Regions from separate parts of the Mus musculus genome. Here region 1 is linked to region 2. Evidence: chromatin contacts called from public promoter capture Hi-C data. All regions are on one chromosome and are shown on one strand. Each heading gives the region's core, a stretch centred on a gene start, on an enhancer-like site or on the middle of the called end of the contact. The rest is flanking DNA. Distances are from core to core; before and after follow the strand shown.

Region 1 (2,869 bases), core at 132-2,631, 1.5 Mb before region 2:
CAGCCTGGTCTACAGAGTGAGTTCCAGGGCAGCTGGGGCTATGAGAGAAACCCTGTCTCCAAAAACCAAAAAAAAAAAAAAAAAAAAAAAAAGACAGGCCCCCTTTTCTCTCCTCTGGCCCCTTATTTGCATTTGCTGTACTTCTATCTCTGGCTTCTCATCTGGAAGTGTCACCCGATGTCACTTCAGCCCCGTTCTTCTGCCACTTTCTCCACACTCCTCTGAAATCTCACTATTTTGGTTGTCAGCCACTACCTTGCAGATCCACACAGATCTGCTGCTGGACACCCATGCTCTCTGTTTGGCTTCCCTAGCTGTCCCAGTAACAGCTTGTACCAGTATGTGTTCTGACATCCCAGGTCTCTCCCAACATCCATGCCAGTAATCCTACATAATTTTTTTCCTCCCAAGGCAGGTTTCTCTGTGCAGTCCTGGCTATCCTGGAACTTGCTCTGTAGACCACGCTAACCTCAAATTCAGAGATCTGCCTGCCTCTGCCTCCCAAGTACTGGAATTAAATGATGTGCTTCCATGCCTTGCTTGATAGACCGTTTACTATGGACAACAGAAAACACAGTTTCTTTAACAGGCTTCAAAGTAGAGCAGTATACCAATGCGCAAACGGCTTCTTTTTCTCTCTTTTAATTACTGGTCCCATGGTTGTGCACTCCTGTAATCCCAACACTTGCGAGAGTTCAAAGCCAGCCTGGGCAACATAATGAGACCCAATTTCAGCAAAGGGTATTGGTCCTAATTTTATATCTGAGTCTTCTCTTTGTTGCATGCTACAACATTTAGACAAGCTTGAAATTCATTTGGAATTAAGAATTGCACAATTAGCAGGGCTCAAATCTAACCTAGAGGTTGTATGTGGAGGGGGAGGTTTTATTGGCACAGAGGACCTTAGAGCAACCTGGGACATAGCTTGTAGGTCTTTGTGGGTCACCACGCACTAGCCGTAGAGCTATATAATGACCTAAAGACAATGCATGCTGAGCGGTGAGAATGGTTTGAAAACCAGATAGGAATTTGGATAAGGAATAGCTCCCTCTGGATTCTTTTGTTAGTCAGCAAGAAATGTACCTTGCTATCCACCTACCACCACTCAATTGCAGTCTATCCTGTGAACAGCCTGGGACCAGGAATGTGACCAGTCCGAGTCTGCAGATTACTTGGCTACAGTCATGCCTCCCCCCCAACTCCCCGGCTTAATACTGTTAAAGCTGGCGAGTTAATCTGCATCTGCCTATCGCCTGCTCTCCCCTTCTCTATTAGCTCAAGCTAATAGAAAAACAAAGATGTTATTTATTTCCCCTCTTAAAGCTTCCAGCCTTGGTTAGTTAATAATTGATCTTCAACAAATAGCCCTTGAGCAACTAAAGAACTTTTCCATTGCACAAATCCTCATACCATCTCATCTGGCTTTATCTGAGAGAGGGCCCATTGGTGTTAGGGTCCCGGAAGTCCTGGGCCAAAGAAAGGGGAGATATGTGGTAAGAAGGCTCAGCAGGCAATGGTGCTTGCTGCCAAGCCTGAGTTTGAGCCTCTGGGATCTACGGGATGGAAGGAGAGAAGCAAGTTCCACAGTTGTCTTCTGAGTTCCGCATGCACGTAATAAGTAAGGCACACGGACACACCCTCATCGTTATACATTTTTTTTGTAAGCCGTGGAGTAAGGTACAGCCTGGAATAGTCTCTATAGTGAGAAGCATCCCTTGGTCTGCTCTCCAGGCTCCTCACACATACCCTGTCTCAGCAGTCAGGATTTGTTGCAGAGGTAAGTAAGGCATGGGTAGGACTTAAGTCAAGGACTGCACTGTTCTTGTCGCGATTATTTTATGTCAACCAGCACAAAGCAACTCCAGGATAGCTTCATCTATTCATGCAACACTTTTTCAAGACAGGGTTTCTCTGTATATCCCTGGCTGCCCTGGAACTCACTCTGTAGACCAGGCTGGCCTCGAACTCAGAAATCCGTCTGCCTCTGCCTCCCGAGTGCTGGGATTAAAGGCGTGCACCACCACTACCCAGCACTTTTTTTTTTTTAAGATTTATTTACTTATTATATGTAAGTACACTGTAGCTGTCTTCAGACACCCCAGAAGAGGGCATCAGATCTCATTACAGATGGTTGTGAGCCATCATGTGGTTGCTGGGATTTGAACTCATGACCTTCAGAAGAGTAGTCGGTGTTCTTAAGCGCTGAGCCATTTCTCTAGTCCCATGCAACACTTTTTTATTTGTTTTTTGTTTTTTTTTTTGGCTTTGGGTTTTGAGGTACGGATTCTCTGTGTAGCCCTAGCTGTCCTGAAACTCACTCTGTAGACTAGGCTGCACTCAAACTCACAGAGATCCACCTGCCTCTGCCTCCCAAGTGCTGGGATTAAAGGTATTCACCACATAACATTTTCAAAAGCGTCTTTTCATTGTGGATGAAGTACTTTCAAGTCTTTTAAGAAGCTAGTAAGGAGTTTGGATAGAGCAGTTACCGGAACCGTCACGTTGTCTGCATTAGTCTCTTCTCTTGGTTGTATTTTTCTTTCGTTTTCCTATCTCAAGGTTTCCAAGAAGGCAGAGAAAGGTGATTGAGATTGGCCCGTGCAGTCTGGCTGGTATTTCCATACAAGTTTGGAATGTGCAGAATCAGCCCCAGCTATCGATAAAAGTAAGCAAGACTCTAAAACAATGATCTCAAAAATGCAACTGTCCAGACACAGCTAAGCCCCAGTCTAAAGAACTGGCCTGCTGGGAGGCTGTCTTTAAGACAAGTTAATAATACTGGGTCTCAGTTCAGAGCAGTGCCTGGATTCCTATCATTCCCAACTTTGTTTACCTTTCTGGGGAGATCAACTTAGCCGCTGACTGCATT
Region 2 (2,700 bases), core at 116-2,615:
CATTGGGGAAATTTATTATGAAGACCTGGAATGAATACATGGGTGGATTGTTAATGTATACCTGTACCTTTTCTTGAATAATAACTTTTTTGTGTAATACTTTGTTTTAAGCAAGCAAGTAAGCAAGCACTTTATTCATGAGTATTGTGACTTTTTTCCTTTTTTTTGATGAAATGGCACAATACTTATTACAGATGGAACAACCCCTTTACAGAAAAAAACAAAACAAAACCAAAAACCCAGTGTAGCCACAATATATAACACTGCATTGTAACACCTATGTTACTTGTCTGCTACTCGGAGGGCACTACCCATCACCATATTAGCGAACACTGCAAACCTAGGCTGCACACCTTTGATTCCAGCACTCTGAAAGCAGAGGCAAGTAGATCTCTGGGGGGGTCCAGACTAGCCTGGTCCACATAGTGAGTTTCAGGATAGCCAGGTTTACACAGAGAGACCCTGTCACAAAACAAAATAGTACAAGTTAAAGAACCTGGACTTCTTCATCTCAGTGTCATGGGGGTGCTAGCTCCTTATCTGTCAAGCTTCTCTTATTTTCTTATTTCATTTTTTTTTTTTTTTTTGTCTTCTCTACTCTATCTCCTCTCCCAGTGTCTTCAGAAATCCTTCATTTCCATCATCCCTCTAAGACAGTCAACACCCTTTATGGGCTTTGGCAGCTCTGTTACAGTATTGAGCAGCATTTGGACATCTTTCATCTCAGCAAACATCGTCTGTAGACTACCGGCTGCAGTCAAGAGAGGAAAGGAAAATATGTTCTCTCAAAATTCTTTGAACCAGTTTCTTTTGCGTGGGTAACAGCTTTTGTACCGAGTAGTTGTTGGCAACAAAAACACAAAATCGGAGCCAAATCGATTGTGGCAGCTATGTACACTCTCTGGCACTGGGGAGTCTTTCCATAAGTAAGTGGGAACCACAGGCTTCGCTTGACTCCTCCAGGTTTGTCTTAGTCCCCTACCCTTGGGCAGTGGAGTGGGGTCCGTTGGAAGAAAGTAGTAAAAGAGAGGATCAGGGACAGTACGAGGTTAATCAGAGAGCTAGAGAACAAGGCTGGCGTCTGGTATGGGGCTGTAGGCAAGGCGAGGAGCGGAGAGACGAAAATAAGGGGGTACCTGAGCGGAGCTCAACGCAGGCTTCTGACACCTGCAGCAAAATTTTCCACGAACAGACGCGGTCCCCGGGGGGCGGGGGCGGGGCTCGGGAAGTAGCGGGGTCCACTGCGATTGGTCGCGCCCCTTTCCGGCCGCCCCCGCCCCGGGTGGGCGGGGCGACCCCGCCCCACTGTCACTCAGCCGCAGGTCCCGCCCCCGCCCCCGCGCGTCTCGAGCCCTTGGGGTTTCAGTCCCCCTCGCGGTCCCGCTACCTGGGCGCGCCCGGTCGGCGGGCAGCTGCGGGCCCGGCGCGGGGCGGCGGCACCGAGGCGGGAGGGGGGGCGCGGCGGTGTCTGTTGGAGCGGTTCCCGCTCAGGGCCGCCGGCGAGGGCATGAGCGCGGGCTGCCCTTGCCTCGCGAGCGGCGGCGGGAGCGGCGAGGCGGCGGGGCGCCGCGCACAGGCCACGGCCCGGGGCGGCGCCGGGGGGCTGCGGGCCGGGAGATGAGCCTGTCGCCAGCGGCCCAGGAAGCAGCATGCACCGCGATGCCACCGACAGCAGCGGCGCCCGCCGCGGCCCCACGTCCGCCGCAGACGCCTGCCGCGCTGCCCGGGGCTCCGCGGACCGGCCGCGGACGGCGGACGGCCCGGGCTGGGGCTGGCGGGGGCCCGCGGCCGTGGCCGCCCTGGCAGTGCTGGCGCTGTGCTGCCTGGTCCCAGGCTGGGGACCGGCGGCGGGCACGGGGCCGGGCGCCGTGCTGCTGCGCCTCAGCCTGTACCTGAGCTGCGCCGCGGCCGCCTTGCTGCTGGGGACACTGGTCTCGCTCGTCTGCTGGAGCCCGCGCGCCCAGCCGCCGGACTTCGTCTCTTCCTGGAGCCGGCTGGCGGCGACCGTCCGCTGTCCGCTGCGGGTGAGTACCGGTCTCGACTGCCTCGCGTGCCCGCGGCCTCGTGCGCGCGCAGACCCCGGGGGGCTCCGGCCGGGTGGCCCTCCGGCAGCCGAAGCCCGCGGAAGACTGGGCTGCGCGGGCTTGGTCACGCGCGCCGTTTTAGGCGCTGTAGTTAACTCATCCACCATCCTCTGCACAGAGAGATCCATCCAGGCGGGTCTCCGATGTTGAAGTGCAGTTGGTGAGTGCCGAGAAAAATCCGCTTACAGCACCCACGGGAGGCAGGCTTCGCATTCATCACTGATGCTCCTGTTTGGTTCTTCGATCTGTAGTGGTTGGGAGATAACTTTATGACGGCTTACAGAAGAGAAAACTTGGTTAGGTCACCCAGTCCGAGGGAGCTCACTCAATGGGCCCCGTGTACTTCATACCTGTAAGGTCCTGTCTTCCACCATGTTGGTTAAGTTGTCATGCAGCTCAGGTGGATGTCTATTTGAGGGGGTTGAGGGGGTGGCATGCTCACCAGGAACCACTGTCGTTTGTTAAGAGGAAAAGCTGTCCTCAGGCAGGTGTAGGACATCAGGGTTGTGGTTATGTTGCGGAACGTAGGAAAGAACTGGATTTTCAACGTGCTTTGCCCTCCTTCCTACCAACCCTGTTTGCCTTAAATCAAACTTTACCTCCAGTCTGTTTATAA

The links. Promoter capture Hi-C pulls out the DNA fragments that hold promoters and counts their contacts.
Region 1: a promoter capture Hi-C map of liver shows a contact between it and region 2, with 4 times the contacts expected there. The contact joins the enhancer-like site here to the promoter of Snx25 in region 2. A contact is called at or near these places in 1 of 39 promoter capture datasets (liver), 1 of 484 Hi-C or Micro-C datasets (CD8 T cells) and 3 of 115 datasets of contacts at active chromatin or transcription factors (astrocytes, extraembryonic endoderm stem cells and pro-B cells).

What each region holds. Positions count from the first base shown.
Region 1 is chr8:47,650,908-47,653,776 of GRCm38.p6, reverse strand. No RefSeq gene overlaps it. Among named protein-coding and RNA genes, the nearest start is that of Ing2, 23 kb to the left of the region's middle. Within about 2 kb of position 1,381, at least 24 of the 459 cell types and tissues checked have an H3K27ac peak or open chromatin away from gene starts, as enhancers often do. A contact at or near this core is called in extraembryonic endoderm stem cells and liver, where this site is marked.
Region 2 is chr8:46,151,106-46,153,805 of GRCm38.p6, reverse strand. Snx25 (sorting nexin 25) reads left to right here and starts at 1,365. Exons shown (of 19, transcript NM_001372342.1): 1 at 1,365-2,024. The coding sequence starts at 1,650.